Linked DNA regions of Rattus norvegicus: region 1 is linked to region 2. A link is a contact called in public Hi-C data. All regions are on one chromosome and are shown on one strand. Each heading gives the region's core, a stretch centred on a gene start, on an enhancer-like site or on the middle of the called end of the contact. The rest is flanking DNA. Distances are from core to core; before and after follow the strand shown. Region 1 has its middle 52 kb from the start of Ppargc1b. Region 2 holds the start of Ppargc1b (PPARG coactivator 1 beta).

Region 1 (4,530 bases), core at 1,083-3,582, 52 kb after region 2:
GGGGGCTCTTAGGGTCTTAGTCTATTACAGACTATCCTGTCCTCTCTTGCCCCTGTCTGAGGGGCCCTGTCTTTCCCAGCAGCCTCCTTGGTACCTGTCACTCCTGTTGTCCCAAGCTGCTGCTTCCCGCCAATCCAGTTAGGGGTCACCTGATATCTTGCCACTGCAGTCCTTCATTCACACATACTGAGCACCTACTATGTGCTGGCTGGGCCGGCTAAATTGCAGGAGTACTCTGGTGAGTTCATACTTACTTTACAGTCAGAGTCACAGACTCTAATCACAAAACAACCCTTGCATGGATTTCAACAGCATCTGTAGACCAAACCTAGCCAGGGCCAGCTTCTCTGCAGACATCCTGCTCAGCTGAGACCTACAAGGTGGACAGAAGTCAGCCATCCAGAGCAAGGGGAAGGGATTTTGAAGGAGAGGGGAAAGCCTCAGAAGTCAACGAAGCTCATGTGCTTGGCAGTGACCATCAATGTTGTGGACAGGGCAGTGGGCAGGGCACAGTGACAGCTCTCCAGGCGAACACTTTAGGGTTTTGCTGCTGACATAGAATCCCTCTCCCTTCCATTTGAATTGGAATGCTTCTGGTTGGGGCCCAGTGCACACACCTGGAGCAGAACGGATATGAACCAGTGGCTTGACACTATCACTCACACTGAGGGTCCAACCAGGCAGCTTAACCGTCCTGTGTCACTTCACCTGTAAACTGGACAGGAATGTCCAATGTGACCTTCTAGGGCTGGTAGGGTCCAGCAGGATTAGCCATGTGCAGTCACGTGGAGTCATGAGCCCAGTGTCCACACTAGCAGATCTTGTGCTGCATTTAGGAGCCCAGGCCCCCTGACCTGGAGGCGCAGTCTCTCTGTGGCTAAATATGGAGCTAATACAAGGCCAGGAAGGGTCTTTGGGCCCCAGGACTCTTGTAGACAAAGCATAGGCAATGACTCAGTAGGAATACTATTCCCTGTGTCCATCATGAAAGTCTCAGGAGAGGGTTCATGTCTGTCAGCGACACAGGCAGGAGAGTAGAGGACAGCTAAGACCCAGGAAGGTTCCTTAGATGACAGATGTGTGCCGCCAGTTGACGTGGGCCCCCACCTCTCACCCTGCCTCCCGTTCCTAAGGCTGGACTCTCTTCTGTAGGATTCCAGCCATGCTCTCTGTAATGGGAGCCCCCCATTATGTGTTCTCTAGGCTGGACAGTCATGGGTTCTGCCTTCCCAGAAAAGTACCTTTGCTCCAGTGGGGAAAATGCCTTTGGGCTGATAAAGGCTTGCCGTGTCCAGTTATGGTAGGAATATTGCAAGGGGGTGAAGCTATTTTTTGCCACATGCTCTATCTCTCCAGCAGGCACAGTGACATTACTGGAGATCCAAATAGTCCCAGCCATAGAAGGTCACAGAGCTGAGGGCAAGTCTCGCTGTCCAAGAGCCATACTAAAGAAAGAATTGTTTTCATTGCCAGTTTGGAGTGGAGGGGACAGAGGGGGAGGCCCTCTCTCCCATCGTGCACCAAACCCATCCCACTGTCCACAAGACCTCTGTTGAACCAGTTCGCCCTTGTGCCCTAGTCTGGTGGCAAATGTTTATTTTTAGTCTATGATTCCTAAGAATGCGGGTGGGCCCTTGTGGAGCAGGGGGAGGGAGGAGGGAGGAGGAAGAGAAACTTGAGGGCCTGGAAGGCCAGGGAGGACATAGGCCAGTTCAAGGGCAGTTTTAGCCCTGAGGTAGCCTGCTGCAGAGACAAGGCCAAGTCATCTCCCTTTTCCGCCTACCCAGTGCTCTGGGGTGTAGCGACGCTCACATCCCTTCCTGTGTTCCCCTTTTTCTCTGAGGGCTTTGGAGACCCATGAGCTTTCTGTTTCTCTTGTAATTTGGTGTTCTCTTACCCAGTCACCGTAGGCACAGAGCAGGACTCAAAGACGCTCCTCCATCTGTAAAGAGATGGACCCTAGCTCCATGCCCTTGACGTGCCTGATACCATAATGGGACATTGAGAAATATTCGCAGCCAGAAGGGTGGGTCTCACCCCTTCTTCCTATAGGCACAAAGCTTGAGCAGTAGAACAAGTATGGGGAAGCAATTCAGAGTTAGAAACTCTTACAAAACTTTAACCATTGTCTCCAGTTCCTGCTTCTTTTCTGAGAAGTTCTCTGGAGCCCTTGGGGCCTTGTCTTGGCCTGGGTGATCCACAGGGGGATGCCTATCCTACTTTTCACCTTCTTATTCTCCTGACCTTCTCCCCAGCCTACCCAGGCCCCGTTCCACTGCCTGCAGGAGATCCTGCCGTGCTGACTCAAATCTTGGCTCCACCATACAACACCAGCCATGTGACTCCTGGCAAGATGCCCTGCCCCCAGCAAGAGATTGGGAAAGGTCTCTGGGGGGTGGTGCGGAGGGCTCACAGGAGAGTGTGTAAAGTGGCGCATAGTAGCTGCTTAATAAATGGTTGAGTTGGTGTGTGTGTGTGTGTGTATGTGTGTGTGTGTTTGAGTGTGTGTATATGTGTGTATGTGTGTATGTGTGTGAGTGTGTGTATATGTATGTATGTGTGTATGTGTGTATGTATGTGTGTGTATGTGTGTGTGAGTGTGTGTGTGCCTGTGTTTGTGTGTGTGTGTGTGTGTGTGTGTGTGCTGTTTAACCCATTCAATAATGTTTCCTCTTACTATATATCTGATCCTACTTCACCTGCCAGGCTTCTTTAATATTTTATAAATTACTTGCCTGTCCATTAACTCTTCTCTGCATGATGTCTTGATGAAGGTTTGGTCGTTGTACATGATCATTTCCATTACACAGACAAAGTTCTGCTCGGTCCAGAAGGGTGTATTCTCACCCTCACACCGACACAGCAATATTAGGGCCGTCCCAGCTGGTACTCACAATAACATGGCCTGTGAAATGTCATCCAATACAACCTTCGGTCCCTTGCTGGTAAAACGGGGGACTTGTGCTGTGGGGCATCTAAGGGAACGTGAAAGTCTACAATTTCACTGCTTTTGTTTTGTTGGGAGTTTTTCTTTGTCTATTTATTTTTTTGAGACACGGTCTCACCAGTTAACACTGGCTGGCCTTGTACACACAGAGATCCACCTGTCTCTGCTTTCTGATTAAAGGAGATTGATGGTGTACATCCCCAAGCCTGTCTGTCTGTCTGTCTATCTATCTATCTATCTATCTATCTATCTATCTATCTATCTATCTATCTATCTATCTATCAGCTTGCTTAAAGGATCCACTGCCTCTGCCTTCCAAGCACAGGAAGAATAGGTAACCACCATGCCCACCTAGCACTGTGGGGTGGGTGCCAGGAATCTGAACTCAATCCTGGTGCTTGCATGGTAAACTCTGCCCACTACCAGTCTTGTAGGCTGTTTTAAAGGGGTGTGTGTGAATGTGTGCCCAAGGAGGTCAGAAGAAGGTGATCCCCTACTTGGATCTGAGAGAGCAGTCACCGTTCTTATCGGCTGATGCATCTTTCCAGCCACTGTTTGTTTTGTTTTTTCATTTTTTTGAGAAATGATTTTACTCTGAGCCCAGGATATCCTTAACCTCAAGACCCTCCTGCCTCAAATACGGGGATTACAGAAGAGCCTCACCTAAGTTTTTAATGATAAGTAAAAGGGGGTTTCCTTCTCTCAGAAAAGAGACAAAGGATCTCTGGCAGGGAGATGGATGGCCCTCGTTCCCAGAAGATCCCCAGACCACCCCTTCATGTCCTAACTCTCTGGGACATTGATTTCTCCAACCAGAAGCTGATTTTAGCCAGGGGGAGATGGGTGTGTGCCCAGAACAGAATGGAGGGTTGCTGCCAGTGTGAACACCCCGTGGGAAAATTCTGCTGCAGTAGGAGAGACAGAGTGGGGTGGGTACAAAGTTAAAGGAGGATTAAAATGGGTGCAATCCCTTTCTATCTAGGTCACAAGGTATTAACTTGGGGACATAAAATGTATTACGTATAAAATGAGTTTCCCTACAAATTATCATCATCAGTACATTGCATTTCCAAGTATAATCCTTCAGACAACAATTATAAATTTCGGATCGACTGTTAATTTGTTGGGGTTATAAAAAGAAACAAACAGACGCGGCGGTAACACTTTTAGGTGTCTCTTATGCTTGCCTGTCTGAGAGAGCAGAAATCAGCCACACTTGACTGATTCAGTAAGGTCTCTGGCTCGGGGATACTCGGGGGTGGATAAGTGGATACCACACATCTTCAGAGACAGGGCTGAGACTGTGAAGGAAGAGCGCCCAAGCTCACTGAAGACACTTGTCTTTTGGAAATTATCTCATTATGATAAGTATATATTTGACTGGATAGTAATAGCCATTCATATTTTCCCTCTATATAATTTGCAGTGCTTCTTTATTCTAAGAACAGGAAGGAAAGGAGATAAATAAGTATTATTAAAACTATTATATATATATAAACTATTATATATATAATATTATATATATAATTATGTAATTATATATAATTATAATATTATATACATTAAAACTATTATATATATTA
Region 2 (4,327 bases), core at 1,171-3,670:
CCTCTTCCCCAACTGTAAAATGAGGCGGCGGGCTGCCCCGCCCATTCCCGCTCAGCTCGGAGCCTTCTAGGGGCGGCTGCAACGCTCCTGGTATCAATTACATATCCCAAGTTGGCCCGGCAAAGATCACCCGGAGATCTTCGGCCTGTCACGTGATTAAGTTAAAGGGGATGGGGGGAGCAAACGTCCCAAATTAACTTTCACTGCACTGTTTCTGCTGACAACTGATTACCCAATTTTCTTGGGTGAAGCAAGGAAACTACCTACTGAGTAGGATAGGCTGGTGGCTAAAAGGGCAAACAATTAGCGGTGAGACAAACACCAAAGCTAGAGTTAAAGAGGGTCCTATCCAGAGCGGACAACCTTGGTATGGGTGAAAGAGTCTCACTGGCTATTTTTGGGCCTGTTCTACTCGGTTCTTAAGTGTAAAGATACAGACACGACTCCAAGCAATCAAGATCTGGGGTGCAAGTCTTGTCCGGGACCCCCATATCCCTACCACCTCCTGTCCTGGTTCCACGCTGTCCACTCCCGGGGTGCTGAGGCTAAGGCCCGCCGTGGGCAGACACAAACACCGGGCGTGTGACCGTGCCCAGCGACGCTGCTGGGAGCTCCACTGCAGTTTCGTCAGAGGTAAAGGTACGCGCCTGGCGCGCGCGGCGTGTGCACACGCTCAGGGGACACACACACACACACACACACACACACACACACACACCCGCGCACAGCCCGCTCATGCTCATTAACAACCCCTCCCGACCTGAAGAAGCGCGACCACTCGCCACCAGCCCCTTGGGCCTCTGCTATGTATGAACCCACCCGAGCGCGCCAGCCACACACCACGCGGCCCCGCGGCTCCCGGACGCCACGGCGTTTGTATAGAGCTACGGACCGCCGTCTCCCGCGCGTGGCGGGCTTCCTCTCGGCGACACCCCGCCACGACGCCTGTCCTAGTCGCCAGCCTGAAGTCGCTACCAGGAGTCTTCCCGGAGCAGAACGTCTCGGCCGTGGCGTCCCCATTCCAAGTCGCGTCTCACTGCAAGGAGTCAGCTTGCAAGCCTCTCCCCGCCCACCCGGTCCCATGACAGCTGCTACCGCCCAAAGACTGGTAGATTCTAACCAGAAGCAAAGTTTCCCTCTCTCCTCCCACCTCCCGCCCCCCCTTCCCCTCCCTCCCAGTGTTATGCAAAACGGGCCGGCACAAACGCTTCCACACCAGGTACTCAGCCGGTCCCCGCGAGTCCCGCGGGTTTCCGCCTTGCAGCCCCTCTTCGTACCCAGGCGTGTCCCCTCATCCGGGGTCTCCTCCCAGGCTCTGTCGCATTCCCAGCCTCTCGGGGACACACAGCCAGGAGCCAGGAGTAAAAGCCCTAACTCGGGAGCCAAACTTTAGGCTTGCAACAGGCATGGGCTGGGGGAAACCGAGGAAGAGGTGGGGGCCCCCACGCCGCGTGCACACATTTCCCCGCAACTGCTTGTCCCAGCAGCAAACCCCCATTTTAGTCTCCAAGACCGCAGCTTCCTCGTCCTCCCTCCCATACACCAGGGCACACTCCTGTCATGCGCTTGTAGCCGGTGAGGCTCCCAGTCTCAGCCAGAGCCCGGGACGCCGCCTCACCTTCCCTTCCCCCTGCATCGTGGAGCGCGCGCCGGGGCCGCGCGCCGCAGGGGGACCCAGGCACCCCCGAGATAGTCCTTCCGCCCGGATCCTGCCTTGCTCTTTCCTAGCGGGTCTCCTCCGGATAGTGAGAGCTGGAAGACGCAATCTCCGCCCGCATGTCCACGTGCCCCGCCGACCCCTATCCCCCTAGCCAGCAACTGACAGGAAACTCTGCGCTGCCAGAGCAGGTGGGGGGCTACGGGGTACCCGATGCTGGAGAACGAGGGGACTCCAGGGCTATCGATCATCTCCCTTAGCCCCGCCACAAGTGCACGTGAAAGTACGGCAGCAAGTGCCGGGCGCCGAGGACGCGCCTACAAAACCCAGAGCCAGCCTTTAGGGATCCCCCGACCCTGGCTGGATTCTACCTGCCAGAGGAATCGTAGTACCCCTCAACTTTGCCGGTGGGGGACAGTAGACTCTAGGTGGCCCTAGCTGTATCCCCCAATGCTACAGCATGCGCCGGCGACCTGCAGCTTGCTACGACTGTAACGGAGCGCAGGGCAAGGCACGTGGAAGGGGGGGCTCTGCAGCCTGAACCCCCCGATCGCCCCGGTGCGCCCACCGCTGCACTCCTTCCTCTGCAGCTGCGGCTGCAGCCCCGCGGCTCTGCACCCTAGTCCCTGGCCTGCGTTCCCAGCTGGCAGTACCTGCGTGTCAGAGAGATAGTTGAGGAAGAAGGACGAGAGCTCTTCATCCAGCAGCGCGCCGCAGTCGTTCCCCGCCATCTTCCAGCCGCGGCTGCAGCGTGCGGCGGAGTCAGCGCCGAGCCCGCCCGGGGGAGGGAGCGAGCGAGCGAGCCAGCGAGCGAGGAGGAGGGAGGAGGCAGCCGGGCGGGCGGGTGGAGGGCGGAGCTCGGGCCCCCGGCTGCGGCAGGCGGGCTGGCTGCGGGGGCGGGGCCGCGAGAGCCTGGGGTCGCACCCCCGCTTTTCCTGCTCAGAGTCTGGCGCGGCGACCAGGTCTCGCAGCCCCCCGCAGGGAAAAAAAGCGCCGGCAGCCAGGTGGCGGTGCCCGGGCCAGCAGCCTGGTGCCTGCGCAGCAATGCGGGCACCCCCTCCTTACTGCTAGAGCGAATCACGTTGCGTTAGCGCTGGGCGGGCCCTTGCCAGACAACCTGCTTCTACACAGCTGGGGAAACTGAGGCTCCAGGAGGCTTAGAACCGCGTTTGAAGCCGCAGTACTCCGCAACAGCAAAAGAGATATCTTCGGAGGCCTAAGTTCTCTCTCTACCCAGACTGCAAGGCCAGAGAGGGAGGGAGACTCGCACAGGTCAAAGGCGGCGGAGAAATCAGAGAAGGCTTCTCAGAGAGGGTGGCATTCCTGTTTTCTTTGAAGCAACCCCCCCATTTCCTATTAAGCCTAACATCTCTCTCCCCCAGGCCCAGCCAATAACCCCCGTTGAAAAAAATTTTCAATCATGTCTTTTACTGTAGCCCAGTGTCTAGAATTGGCTAAGCTTCTGTCAGCCTCCAGGGCCCATTGGTCTTCTCCGCTTTCTTAGTGTGAGCCTTCTGAAAAGGAGCTGCCATGCCAATCAGCTATTCTCCAAAGAATGGCATCTTTAGGGCATCCTTACCCACCAACCTTGTGAGTGCCATTTGTTGCTCTCCTACCTCAAGCCTATGCTACCCTTCCCTTAGAAGTGTTTCAGCCGCCCTAGTACCTTCGATTCAATGAAGACTTGATCTGAGTCAGTCTGTCCTTGCTAGAGTCTAAGATGCATGAAACCCGGCTTAAACTTCGCTTTGGCTATTTCTCCAGCTTACCGGAGGCGGTTAATAAATAGTGTGTTAACTGAAAAGGCTGGAAGGTTTTGCCTCCCCGCCACTACCACCACCACTACACACATGAGGGAGCTGAAGGTCAGGAGTGCACACCAGGAGAGGCCTGAACCAGAGCCAGGAAGCAAGCCTTCTGACTCCAACCTTGAACTCTCATCACTTCCCTGCTTGCCAGGCAGGCATCTAGGTGTGTGCACGGGGCGGGGGTTGGGGGGTAGGTAGGGCGGGAGGTTGGGGGTGTACTGGAGCTGAATAAAGGCTGGAAGGCAGGAAGACTCAGACCTGTTTATTGGGCACACCTGCCTCCCGCCCTGCTCCCACAGGGTACTGACAAGGGCTGCCCCACCCTGCCAGGGCGAGCAGGCTCCTTCCAGCAAGAAGAGGAAACAGTCCCAGCACACCTGCTCAGACTTGAGCCTCACAGAAGCAGCTTCCTTCTTCTCCAGTCTGAGGTTCCCAGAACCGCAGGGTGTGATTTCACTCTTTGGGCTTCAGGCCAGCACGCTTTTAAGGAACAGTGCTGCCAACAGAGAGAATGTACAGCTAGCCTCCGAGGAGTCCTGGGTTCTGGTCCAGCCCACACTGGCTCTTGTTCCAGCACTGGGCAGCTCAGTAATGTGACTGCCTGGTTTTGAACCCCAGCAAGTCGCCCAGTCTCAGGCCTTCACTTTCACATCTGTAGAAATGTCGATAGTAAAATCACTTACTCACAATGAGGTTATGAAGATAAAGAGATAAAATATGTAAAGTGCTTGGCACAGGGCCTGACCTTAGGGGGAGTGCTAAGCTCCTGGAGGAGAAAATACCCTTGTAGGAGTAGAAAATACCTTCCCTCCAACACTTAAACAAACATTGTGCTCCATTCAGGTCTGAATCCTAATGCCAA

What was found. A called contact is a pair of places that touch in the nucleus more often than the background predicts.
Region 1: a Hi-C map of liver shows a contact between it and region 2, with 1.5 times the contacts expected there. The contact joins the enhancer-like site here to the promoter of Ppargc1b in region 2. A contact is called at or near these places in 4 of 12 Hi-C or Micro-C datasets (hepatocytes, kidney, liver and 1 more).

The regions. Positions count from the first base shown.
Region 1 is chr18:57,181,514-57,186,043 of GRCr8, forward strand. No RefSeq gene overlaps it. Among named protein-coding and RNA genes, the nearest start is that of Ppargc1b, 52 kb to the left of the region's middle. Within about 2 kb of position 2,333, at least 11 of the 93 cell types and tissues checked have an H3K27ac peak or open chromatin away from gene starts, as enhancers often do. A contact at or near this core is called in liver, where this site is marked.
Region 2 is chr18:57,129,046-57,133,372 of GRCr8, forward strand. It overlaps Ppargc1b (PPARG coactivator 1 beta), which reads right to left and starts at 2,421. Exons shown (of 12, transcript NM_176075.3): 1 at 2,311-2,421. The coding sequence starts at 2,388.